3 separate regions of the Gossypium hirsutum genome follow, and regions 2 and 3 are each linked to region 1. A link is a contact called in public Hi-C data. All regions are on one chromosome and are shown on one strand. Each heading gives the region's core, a stretch centred on a gene start, on an enhancer-like site or on the middle of the called end of the contact. The rest is flanking DNA. Distances are from core to core; before and after follow the strand shown. Region 1 holds the start of LOC107886791 (tyrosine aminotransferase). Region 2 has its middle 5.5 kb from the start of LOC121220891. Region 3 holds the start of LOC107886788 (protein TPX2).

Evidence for each region. Hi-C and Micro-C count contacts between places; a contact is called where the count stands out from the background.
Region 2: a contact with region 1 is called in a Hi-C map of leaf, with 2.7 times the contacts expected there. The contact joins the enhancer-like site here to the promoter of LOC107886791 in region 1. A contact is called at or near these places in 2 of 34 Hi-C or Micro-C datasets (fibers and leaf).
Region 3: a Hi-C map of leaf shows a contact between it and region 1, with 2.2 times the contacts expected there. The contact joins the promoter of LOC107886788 here to the promoter of LOC107886791 in region 1. A contact is called at or near these places in 4 of 34 Hi-C or Micro-C datasets (all in leaf).

What each region holds. Positions count from the first base shown.
Region 1 is chrA03:105,306,651-105,310,876 of Gossypium_hirsutum_v2.1, forward strand. LOC107886791 (tyrosine aminotransferase) reads right to left here and starts at 1,983. Exons shown (of 7, transcript XM_041100663.1): 1 at 1,513-1,983; 2 at 1,083-1,422; 3 at 786-1,004; 4 at 623-682; 5 at 386-541; 6 at 214-307. The coding sequence starts at 1,781.
Region 2 is chrA03:105,490,467-105,494,692 of Gossypium_hirsutum_v2.1, forward strand. No RefSeq gene overlaps it. Among protein-coding and RNA genes, the nearest start is that of LOC121220891, 5.5 kb to the left of the region's middle. Within about 2 kb of position 1,820, at least 7 of the 9 cell types and tissues checked have an H3K27ac peak or open chromatin away from gene starts, as enhancers often do. A contact at or near this core is called in fibers and leaf, where this site is marked.
Region 3 is chrA03:105,440,282-105,444,507 of Gossypium_hirsutum_v2.1, forward strand. LOC107886788 (protein TPX2) reads left to right here and starts at 2,510. Exons shown (of 20, transcript XM_016810851.2): 1 at 2,510-2,877; 2 at 3,319-3,404; 3 at 3,484-3,687; 4 at 3,768-3,826; 5 at 3,933-4,215. The coding sequence starts at 2,724.

The DNA.
Region 1 (4,226 bases), core at 733-3,232:
CCAACTCCAAGGAGAGTGTCTAGTTCCATCAAAAAAATGTTTTTATCATTTTGATCTTGGTAGGGTTTGAACCCGTACTCATAAAAAGTCTTAATTAGTAAAAACACTACCACTTGACTAATCATACTTCCATTGTTTGAGGTCCAAATCGATTGCTGAAAAGACAATACGGATTCTCCCTGAACACTACCTGGTAGAACTACATTACATTACCTGGTAGAACAATGACTGATTCTTCTTCAGCTAACTTGAGGCAGAAATCCATATCATCATTAATGTCTTCCAACATCGATAGGTTCAACTTCACCTGCGTTTAAAGCTTACTAATTTAAATACTATTCTGATTTCTTCAGCATACATTATGAACATCAAACAACTACCTTACCATTACAAACATTGATCCTTCCGGTTTCTTTGGACAAGTTAAGGAAGGTATCTCTTCAATTCTATTGTAGCATATATCAGCACATTCCCTCAGGGTGCTGATAATCTTTGAGAAAAAGTCCTCCTTTGTATTCTCCAGGATTTGAGGAGTCGCTGCCTGTTTCATAAAAAAATGACAGGAATTCTAATTTTCCAGTGTAAATGTGTGTCTTAACAAAAGTATCTTTGATTGCCAAACCTGGATAAAGGTAGCCGGATCAGAAGAGATATTGAGGAATTCTGCGATCGAATCAATTACCTGATAAGAGCCAAATTAGATCATTAACTTAACATGATCCCAACTTTTAAATATAGCACCACATATCTTAAACCAAAGGAATATAAAAGAAATAAGGGACAACCCCAGATTTTTTAAGAATGCCATTAGGATCGCTTGTGACAATCCACCCCAGGCGCCATCCTGGAACAATCCATCTCTTTGATATAGACCCCAGGGTGAGAACAGGCACGGTTGACCCCAATACTCGCATTGGCACATAACGAGTGCTTCCAAATGCCAGATTGTCGTAAGCTTCATCAGAAATAACCAAAATCCCAAGCTTTCTTGCTGTCTCTGCAACCTAAGATTCAATAAGAAAATGCTAATCAACATCTTGTTTTGGGAAGAGTCAACAAATTACTCTAAAAGCTTTTTTAACCTTGTGCAACTGTTCATAGCTGAAGACATTTCCACAAGGGTTGCCTGGGTTTATAATAACCAAAGCGACAGTATTCTCATCCGCAATACTCTCTACACCATCAAGATCAACCTCCCAACCTTTTTCAGGAAGAAGATCATAATGACGTACTTCCAGATGATTATAAGCAGAACAAGATTCATAGTATGGGAAGCCCGGTCTAGGAAGCAAAATATTGGCACCAGGACGGGAAAGAACATTTATTGCTACTTCTATTGCTTGAGTACACCCACTTGTAAGATAAACATCATCCGGTGATAACTTGCAAGGAAGGTCACGGTTGAGGTAATCTGCAATTGCCCTGTTGGAATTCAAACCGAACAAAGTCGATGACCATTCACTCATAAACAAACTTCAATAACACCTTTTTAAAGTTTTCAATCTAACTAACCTCCTTGCCGGAAGAACACCAGCAGAAGGCGCATAACAATTATGCTTAGCCGAACGTAGAGCATCAACAATGGCATCTTCAGCTGCAGGGGTAGTCTTGAAGCTTGGAAAATGAGAGGGGTCGCCATGACCAAGACGAATGACTGAAGAGCTATTATCTTTGTTGATGCGGGCTATTATTTGGTTGAGATATCCTCGCACAGTGGAGGCTGATGCTGCGTTCAGCTCTTGCTTTCCACGGAAACCCCATCTCTTTGCTTCAATCTCCATCTTCTCTCTTCTTCTTGTTGCTATGCAAATGCAAATGCAATGGAGTCTGGAGTTAAAATAGAATAATGCAAGCTGTGAGGCTTCAACAAACTCATGCACCAACCATTTTATTTTTAGCAAAAAGAAACAGGAATTCACATTTGGTCCTTTTTGCGTTTTGATATTTTCTTGTCTTCCGATAAGACTTTAGATGGTCAAACAGCCTACAAGTTTTTTTTTCCTTTAATGTATTTCATTTTTTTACTTTAAAAATTAGAATTTTTTTTAATTTTCAGTATTTTTAGTTTATATTCTACCTAATAATCAAGAGAAATTGATTTACAAGGATTAATTGAAGAAGTAATCCAACAGAAGATACGATAGTTCATGTACGGAGCAAGTGATAGACATAGTGATGTGGCATCGTCCCTCACCAGTCATCATGTGACATATTGATCCATGAAAAGGTATTCAGGTCAAGTATAAAAATAACTATTGTTGATATCATTGGATGAATAAAAATTTTATTTATAAGAGAGATTGATTTAAGTATAATTTTTTTATTGATAATTTCTTTTATCATGGAGTTAATTTTATTGATTTAAGTATATTTTTCATGTGAGCTTTAAAGTATTTTCCACGTTTCTTTCTCGGAAATTTTTTTATGGTTGCTGATAACATGTTAATTTGCATGACATTTTGTGTTTAATTAGATTTATTTTTGAATTGATCCTGTTAAATTAGTACTTTTATGTTTTAATCTTATTAGAGATGCAATTGAGACACTAAGAGAAAAATACAGATAGAAAAGGACCAAATTAAAACACAATCAATGAAATGAGGCTGAATAAAAAATGTGAAGAAAACCAAGGATTCATCAGAATTTTTGACTTTGTAAAAATAAAAAAAAATTATATTTTATATTTATTTAATTTTATGTTAAATTAGTTAAGGCTAAAATTATTAAATTCTATATATATAAATAGTGCCTTAATCTTATTAGGAAAGACGCATCTAATTCTAGTTGAATAGAATTATTTTCCTTTTCCTTTCAATTTGGCGTGAGAATTCTGATATTTTCATTTCAATTTCTTTGTTCTTTCAAAATTCGTCCAATTGCCTTCCAAGTCCTTTCATTCCCTAATATTTTCCATTATCATCAAACCACCTTTCATAACCTAAAAAGCATGATCAAATCCATGCTTCCCTAAATTCCAACTTAGCTTTAGGCCGGTGTTCTTTCTGGTCGGGAACCGTGAGATACGAATTCGTACTTAAAATCATCCCTAAGTATCTGGATAGACAAATCATCCCTTAAAGTTAAACTCAATTTCAAGTCAAAGTGCACGTTGGGTTGGAGTCGTGTTTGCTGACAGTTGGAGAAACGAGTCGACCATGCTGTATTCGGATCTCCGAGAACAAATTAAGGAAGAAGTGATTGGGTTTAAACGACCCACGCAGTTGAGGCCGTTGATTCGAGTTGGGTTTTTCAGAGCGCAAGGTTGTTGAAGTCTTGAATCGGAAACACGTGTATCTCGGTTAGATAATCGGTAAAGGTTGGTTTGCAGGTCGTACCGAGACCAATTACGAGAGGAAGAATTGGTGGTTAGGACGTTCTTAACTGCTATGACCAGCTTATTGTTTGGAGGAGAAGATCAATTTTCAAGGATAGATTCTTGAACCGGAATCTACCAAGTCTAGGGCTAAGGCAATTTATTTTTTATTACAAAATTTGAATTTAATTTCTAATTTATTTAATTATTTAATTATGTTGTTTCAATTATTTAGTTTTTAAACATTTCAAAACTCCCATGGTCTATTTGTTTATTTTTCAGCAGGTCCGTTTGGAGTCGTGGGCACAACCTTTGCCACGACCTTTGACACGACAAACATTCTGTTTACGAGATAAACACAGAAGTTGATAATAACATCCGATTCTTGTGGATTCGACGCTACTGCCACTCTTTACTACTATTTAGAGTTATTTTTGTAAGAATTATTTTTTGTATTTTCGACGCCCATCAATTGCAGACAGTTTTGGACTTTAAGACATCTCTGCATATGCAAACAAGCAACAATTCTTTCAAAAAACAACAAAATTAAAAAAAATTATGGCAAAATAATATAAATCTATTATTGTAATAAACTTGAATTTAATAAATAATTTTAATAGTGTTTATAATTCTTAAAATTAAATTAATATTTTAATTAAAATAAAATATTTAAATTAATTAATGGTATTGTAAAAATTGAAATATCAAATTTTATTAAAAATAAAAATAAAAATAAAAATATTAAATATTAAATTAAAATGTAACGAAAAGATAATGCTAAATTTGTGTACAGGATAGACTGCGGTCGATGCATTCAAATAACTTCCAAGCTTGTTCTGACATTCTCGAGCCTCGAGCTTTTAGTAATTTATCTTCACTTTGTATTTTTTTGGTAACAATCATATACTATGAC
Region 2 (4,226 bases), core at 570-3,069, 180 kb after region 1:
CCATATCCAAAGACTCAATTAGAATGTTTTGAAATTGATGGATCAATTTGGTAATTTTAAAATATGTCATAAATCCCTGTATTTCTCATAAATTTGAAATTTAATCATTGTACGTTTATTTTTTAAAATTTAGCCCCTCTACTTTTCAAAATTCAAAATTAAAATCCAACTGTTAAACTGCTAAAATTATTTTCTTAAATTCACATTCATTACAATTTCATTTTTGTAATTTTATTACTACCAAGTGAGTTTTTTTTTTAATTTCAAAATGTCACAGCAATAAATTTAACAAAAAAAAACATACCAATGTTAACAATTAGAGTTAGTATTTTGAAATATGAAAAATAGAGAAACTAAATTGCTATAACAAAAAGTACAAAATCTAAATTTGAAATTTGTGAAGAATACAATTCCATTTAATAAACCATAGTAGAACAACCATGACAACAAAGAAATCACTGTAAAATTTTCGAGTCATCTACGAAAAAGTTTAAAATGCTCCCAACTTCGCAAATTTTCGACAACGTTGGAGAGGGTGATACTCACTCCGACGGTGGTCGTAACTCCAAAAAAGTGAGATTTAAAGAGTCTTTTGCTGATGATGAAAATTCTATGGCAGTGGATCCAGTACCAAAGTAGATCGTGTCGTGGAAAGATAAATTACTGGGGAATCAAGATGATTTCACTGACTCGGTTCGGGCAGTGCCTTCTGTCGTGAATGAAAATGAATTCGAGTTACTTGAAGGAGACGTTAATACGTCAATCATTGATGGGATTCCTGCGACTGAGTTTTCAGATCGGATCAAGGAAATCCTTTTCAAAGAAATAGAGTTGGCTGTCATCGTTAAACTCCTACGGCGAAACATTGGCTATAACACCCTTTATAATCACATTCTTTTTCTTTGGAAGCTTGTGAATTCTATTCAGTTAATGGATATAGCTAACGGATATTTTTTGGTGAAATTTCAGGATCTTGGAGATTACAACAAGGCTCTTTCACAGGGTCCGTGGATAGTTTATGGCCAGTACCTGACTGTTCAACCTTGGTCTAAGCATTTCAATCCAATGCAACGTTACCCGAGTGTGGTATTAACATGGATTCAATTGCCGAATCCCGGGTCATCTGTACAAATGGAAAATTATTGGAAAGGTGGTTAAGCTGGATTTACAAACTGATAATCAGACCATAGGTCGTTTTGCAAGATTAGTCGTTTATATCAATCTAGATAGGCCATTGATATCAAAAATATATGTTGACGGAGCTACTCAATAAGTTGAATATGAGGCCCTTCCGACTGTATGCTTCATGTATGGCAAATACAGACATGCTAAAGACTTGTGTACCTCGGTTATGGCGAACCAAAAATCTGCGGATTTGGTGAACACGGCAAATAATCCTCGTGAGGAGTCGACGGCCGTAGAGGGACCTTTTTCGGCGGAGTGCTTGAACGGGAAAAAATATACATCAATCATCAAAGGAAAAGGCCCAAAATTCGGGCCATGGATGCTGGTGGAAAGGAGGTCTTCTCGGCGAGAGAAGCGAGGAAACAAAATGAAAGTTCTGGAGAATCAGAATAGAGCTGTTGCTGGTACCAGATTTTCTGCGCGGTTAGAGGAGGAAGATTTGGGAATGAAATCGGGGCAGTCGGCAGGAAGGAATTTTGGGAATGACCTAGGGGATAAGATGACAGACAAGGAAATGAGTTGGGATTTTAGGGATTTTATTAAAGTACATAAATCGGCTGGTGGACCAGGTCATAGAAACTTGATGGATTTGGGTCTTTCTAAGGGGCCCATCGGTAAGGAAATATCGGGCAAAAATGGGCAGAAAAATTTGGGCCAAAATTACAAAAAAAACCTTTGGATAAGAGCCTAGGGAAAAGGCCAATAGGAGTAAGCGAATTAGGGGAAATTAACAGGAAGTCTTTAGGAAATTTTTCTAATTCTAATTTGGTTATTTCTAATGGTGCAGGAACAAAACAGGTGGATACACCAAAAAAACATTTCTTTGGAAGGCACAATTTCTCTAGGCAATTTGGTTTCTAAAGTCCAGAAAAATAATAGAGCCGAGGATTTAGAAAATATTAAAGCTCATTATAATCCAGTTTTTGATGAATCTGAGGGTTTCATCGTCCCTATATCTGATAATACCCTTGATCCAGGTAAACACTCTGCTGTTAGTTTTAATAAAAAATTTATTTATCTATACAGGATAATTCGGCCCCGAGATCTGTGGAATCCCCAGTTTTTAACTTGCAATAGAAATCTAATGGTTCCAAAGACAAAAAGGTGGGGGTAAGGACAGGGGTATTCGAAATTCCAGGAGAGCTTATATTGCTCTACGAAGTCGAGGGAACCGTTTTAAATCCTCGGGAACTACGCGTGTTCCTTTAGCTGAATCTATGGAAACAATGGCTGAACTTTTATCCCCTCAAATCCTTAATGAGTGCTCGAATGTTGAGGTTGATGATGCAGGATTAGATACGAATACCAATATCGGTCTGGACAGTTAGGTAATTTATTCCAACTTTTTAATTTTATTAATGAATATCACTATCTTATCGTGGAATTGTCAGGGATGTGCAAGTGCGAAATTTTGTAGAATTTTTTGGGAATATAATATTGAGTACAAGCCGGATATTATTAGCCTACTTGAACCGAGAGTTAGTGGGTCCTGACAATATCATCTCTAAGTTGGGTTTCCAGTATTCACATCGAGTAGAAGCAATTGGATATTCAGGGGGCATTTGGCTAGGATAGAGAGACTCTGTTTTTCTTGATGTGAGTCATAGCCATCCGCAATTCATTATGTCTCGGGTTTGACATTCATCCTTGACTCATCCTATTTTCATCGCCTTTGTTTATGGGAGTCTTAACAGACAAAGATGTCAAAATCTTTGGAGTGAATTAAAGAAATCTATTCCACTTGATCAGAGCCCTTGGACTGCCATTGGAGATTTCAACGTAATTCTTTCCTCCTCAAAAAAATCTGAGGGCTCACTAGGGGCAAGAGATGCCCAACTTTCGGTGATTTTGTTGATTCTGCGGAGCTTTATGACTTAGGTTTTAAGGGGCCGCCTTTCACTTAGCATAGGGGTTCGTTGTTTGAGAGGCTAGACCGTGCTCTGGCAAATGAAGCCTGGCTTCGAAATTTTCCTAATGGCGTGGTTACACACCTTCTAAAGATTAAGTCAGATCATCGACCCCTCCTCTTATCCCTGAATCCGAGTACTATTCTTCTTAGAGGAAAGCCTTTCAGATTTTTGGCTGGTTGGATTGAGCACCCAGGGTTTGATAATTTTTTAAAAGAGATGTGGGAATATTCGGGGAATATGTCTGATACCCTTGGTAAGCTCACTATGGATCTTAAGGTTTGGAATAAACAAGTCTATGGTAACATTACCACTTGCAAGAAGGACCTTTTTAAAAGAATTGCCAGCATCCAGAAGACTAGAGATTTCTTCGGTTCTCATCATTTGAGTCAGGTGGATTTGGCCCTTAGACAAGAACTTTGGAAGCAAAAAGCGAGATGTGATTGGCTCAAATTTGGTGACAGAAATACAAAATTTTTCCGTTCCTGTACTCTGTTAAGGAGGAAAAATAACCGTATTACTGCCATCCGTAATTCTGATGGTAATTGGATGTATGATCCTGAGGGTATAGAAGATTAGGCAAATAAGTTTTTTCAAAGACTGTATAGAGAACTACCTGCTCCTATGGGAAGCTTGCCTCAATGTGGTTTTTCCCTAGCTTGATCCAGCGGATATTAGATTCTTGGAAAGACCGGTGACAAATGAGGAGATCAAGGAGGCTATGTTTAATATGGCACCTTTGAAGGCCCCAAGTAGTGATGGTTTTCACGCTCTCTTTTTCTAGAAGCAATGGGACACTATAGGGGGAGAGGTCTGCGACTGGGTGCGTAAGGTTTTCAACGGAAATCCTATTGATCTTGATTTAAATAATACTCTAATCATTTTTATTCCGAAGGTTCAAAATCCGGATAATTTTGGTCAATTTCGACCTATAAGCCTATGTTCTGTTCTTTACAAACTGGCGATAAAGGTTATTGCAAATCGATCTAAACACATCTTTCCTAAAATTATTGCACAGGAGCAAGCTAGTTTTATTGCAGGTAGAAGCATTAATGAAAATATCATCTTAGCTCAAGAAGTGATTCATTCTATGAGGAGTCAGAAGAATAAGAAATGGATGGCTATTAAAATAGA
Region 3 (4,226 bases), core at 1,260-3,759, 130 kb after region 1:
AAGACTGGCACATCAAAATAGACTTTTTCATTCAACATTCATCTTCCATCCTCGTTAACTTAATTAGAGTTCAAGAAAGAAAAATTCTTCAACTCGAACCAATAAGTTTTTTTTTATAATGAAATGTGTCTTGATTCGTTTTACAATCTAAAAGGAATCCTATTTGAGTCAAGGATGGTATTTAGGTAAAGTCCTTCCAACAATGACAACTTTAGGACTCAAACTTGGTTCAAATGCATAGGGAAGAAGTCCACCTTCACTCCTAATTACTTATTGGTAATATTTTTACTATGTTAAAGTCAAAATACCTCTTAATTTGGTTACTAATTTTTTTTTAAATTGAATATGTATTTCTAGATTATTGTGATAATTTTTTACTCATGTTACTTTTTAAGGTAAACTACAAAAAATAGTTACCCCACTACGCTTTTAGTTCTATTTTGGTCACTCAATTATTATTATTATTATTTATTTAGTCACTCAACTTTTCAAAATCAAATACTTTAGTCACTCTTTTGTTAGTTACCATTAGAAGAATAACGAAAAGCTGACACGAGTCTTTTTTTATTGACCTAATAACAAATTTAGGCCACCAATGGTTACACATTTTATTAATTTGATCCTAAATCTAAAATATTCAACAAATTTAGCCCTTAATGTTTACAAAAGTTTTTCATTTTAGTTCAAATTCTAAAAGTTCAATAAATTTAATCCTCAACATTTACAAAATTTGTCAATTTAGTTATAAATTTATTTTTCTTTAAAAAAGAGAGGAAAAATATTTAAAATATTTTTATTTTTTAAAATATTCCTTGATGTACCTCCAAAACCCACTAAATAAGAAGAGTATTTAACACCATTCGAATTATGCTCCTTTTAAACTAATGCCACCTTCGTGAGTAAGGTAAAAAAATCAAGTTGGCTTAAATCCAACTAAGTGCCATATTTTAAATTAATAACATATTATTTAATTAAATTCCTCTAAAAAAATAACAATTTTTTGAACTATTAAAAAATTGTTTTGAATTTTTTCTTATCTTAAAAATATATAAAGAGTTAATTTTCGAGTAGAGAAAACTATGCAATGTGAAATCTTTCATGAAATAAAAACCTTAAAAAGCTTTTCTTCACCTTATTTCTTTCCGACTTGGACATGTTATCAATAACTTCCAAACGTAGGTAGTCTAACGACCAAAGTCCTAGAAAATCTAGTTCAAAAATTGATAATATAAGCTAAACTGAATCAAGGGACATACCTTTGTCAGTTCTATGTCCCATGGAGATGTAAAACTTCATCTCTCTAATCAATCTATTCCATGCTCATTTCTTTTTGAATCATTTGACATATATATATATATTTATATTTTTTATTTATAATACGACCAAATTTGAAGAATATGTTAATTTTTATAATTAGGCCAAAACGTCCTAAAGGCCTAATTAAAAAAATAGTATATTCATCAAATTTAGCCTTATAATACATATATTTTGGTTTTTTATTTATAATTTCTTTATGATTTTTAGATTTTTAAATTATTTTTATAAATTTCATCAAAAAATAATTTTAAAATATTTTTCCTTTTTAAACTTTTAGAATTAGAACTAAAATGACAAATTATTCTAAATGTTAAGGACTAAATTTATAGAATTTTTTCAAATTAGAATTAAAATGACTAATTTTATAAATATGCAGAGCTAAATTTGTTTTAAAAGTTGGATAATTTGGTAATTTTTCAATAGAGTTATTAGTGATATCAATTCAATTAAAAAAGTTAAATAATAGAACCCTATTTTATGACCTAATGGTCAAGGATATTCATCGTCCCAGGTGTGATCTGAGTTCGAATCACGTTAGTTGCATTAGTTGTTCTGGTTTTACTCTATTATTGTAATTCAAAAAAAAAGTTAAATAATAATATAAATATATTAAAAAATATATGTATAATAGAAAATCCATTGCAAGGCTTAAAACACTAGTTAATTAAACAAAAGAAAATCTTTCCTCCACTAAATTAATTAAGACTTATTTTTGGGAAGGTTTAATGGACTTGGACAAACACTAACCTTTTAACTTTTAAACCCCAAATTTAACTTAACTTGACCCATTTTGATTTTTTTTCCCAATGGAAACTCATTTTTAAACTTTATAATTTATTATTTTTTCAAAATATATATTATATTTTTAATAATATAATAAGTAAATATATAACGCTATAATATAAATATTAAATATATATTTAAAATTTTTAATAAAAGTATATATAATTATTAAATATAAAATACTAAATGGATTTAGATTAAGTATTTATAAATTTTGATTGAAGGAGTCAATGTACTTTAACTGACCCTCGTACAAGTGTAGGGACAAAATGAAGTAAATTTTGTTACGGAACCAAAACGGCACACTTTATACAGGTCAGGACTCAGGAGAGCGTGGGAAATAGCCGTTAGAAAGGCACCTCATCTCTTACTCACCAAATTGACACAAATTTGACCGTTACAACACCTTCCCCAAATTAAAAAAAAAAAAAACAAAAAACAAAAAATCGACCGTTGCAGTTCCTCATGTTTAACTCCAATCTGCAATCATCCGCACTTATTGCCAGTAATGCGGATCTTCTAAGAATCTAAGAAGGAAGCGAAATATCTAGAGACTTTCCGATAATAACTCGCTCCCGACCCCCTTAAACCCTGGAAGATTGAATCTCTCTGTTTTGCATCTGATGGATGACTCGAGTGAGGCAACGGCAAGGATGATCGACGAGATATACGAGTTCTCAGCGCCGCGTTTCTTTGATTTCATCAAAGGAGAGTCGGAAGAAGAAACGCGTGAAGCCGAGCTCTGGTTTGAAACCGCCTTAAGCTACGCCCCTTCTCGTATGTTCTTTCTCTTTCTCCTTCCTGTTTCTTTCTTATTTTGTGAATCAACTGATCCTCACTCTTTAAAGATTGTATTCTTTGAATCATTATTTTCTCTGTAACTGATTCATTTTGGTAGATGGCTCTTAATTTTCTTGGAGTTTTGTCTAGATAGATTTTAATTGTTAATAGACTCCTAGGTTTGATCCACTAATCCTTTGTGTCTCTGTTTACTTAGATTTGATAGGAAAAGGAATATACATTAATTATCCTTAAAACTGCCTTTGTTCTACTCAAAATTATTGGAATGAATTTAGGATAATGGAATTGGTTAATTCTCATTTGAACTGTAAATCAAATCAAGTTACATTTTGGTCCCATATTTTCCGTAATCAAGCCAACCTTTTGCTTTTATCTTATGGAGATTTCATTTCTTTTTGGTTTTTCCCCATAATGCAGCTTGTATGGTTAAAATTAAGGCCCATAATCGATCCGTTCATGTTGAGAGTCTCTGCAATTTCAGTGAAGAAGATCAAATTCAAAAGGTGGGAATTTCTTTAAATATCTTCTAAAGCAATTTCTCTCATTTTGAATTTGGTCATTATGAATATAATTTTGCTGCAGGCCTCGGAAGCTTCAGATGAAGCAGTTCCTAATCCCAATGGCGCAGAAGACAAGCCTCAAACCGAGCCTGATAAAGTAAAGGAAGCAGCTCCTAATCCTAATGGCTTAGAGGACAAGCCTCAAACTGTGCTTGTACCGGATAAAGTAAAAGAAGAAGTCAAACCCTCTGAGGCAAATGTTGAAAACAATCAAATTGTCAATGAGGTGATTAGTGGACTTATTTTCATCCGTTCTTGTTATTGATTAATTCTTCTGTTTTCTCATGATTTTAAACTGTATTTCAGAGTCCTAATCATAAAGGTAAGGAGCAAGTAGAGATTCTATGTGCTCAAGAGAAAGAAAGGTTTGTTCTTTGGGTTTTGAAAATTTTGTAAATAGTATCTGAGTTCTATTATGAATACTTTGGTTCTTATCCTTGTATATTTGCTTCCTTTCTGTTAAATATTCAGTGTCCTGACTGAAAAAGGACGTTCAAATGTAACTGGTGACAAGGAGAAAGCCGAATCTTCTGTGCAAGTAGAAACCGAAGCTTGCACTCCTAAACCATTGATGAATTCTCAGAAAAAACTGGTGAGTGACAAGAAGCACCAGACAGCTAAAAAGATAGCTAGTATGATAAGGAATCCATCATCAGTGTTGAAGCCGAAAAAAGGCAGTGCTGGAACTCCTAATTTGGCTCTAGAGAACCAAGCCATTAAACGTCAGAAACTAGATGGAGGGAGGTCTAGACAGGTGCTTATGTT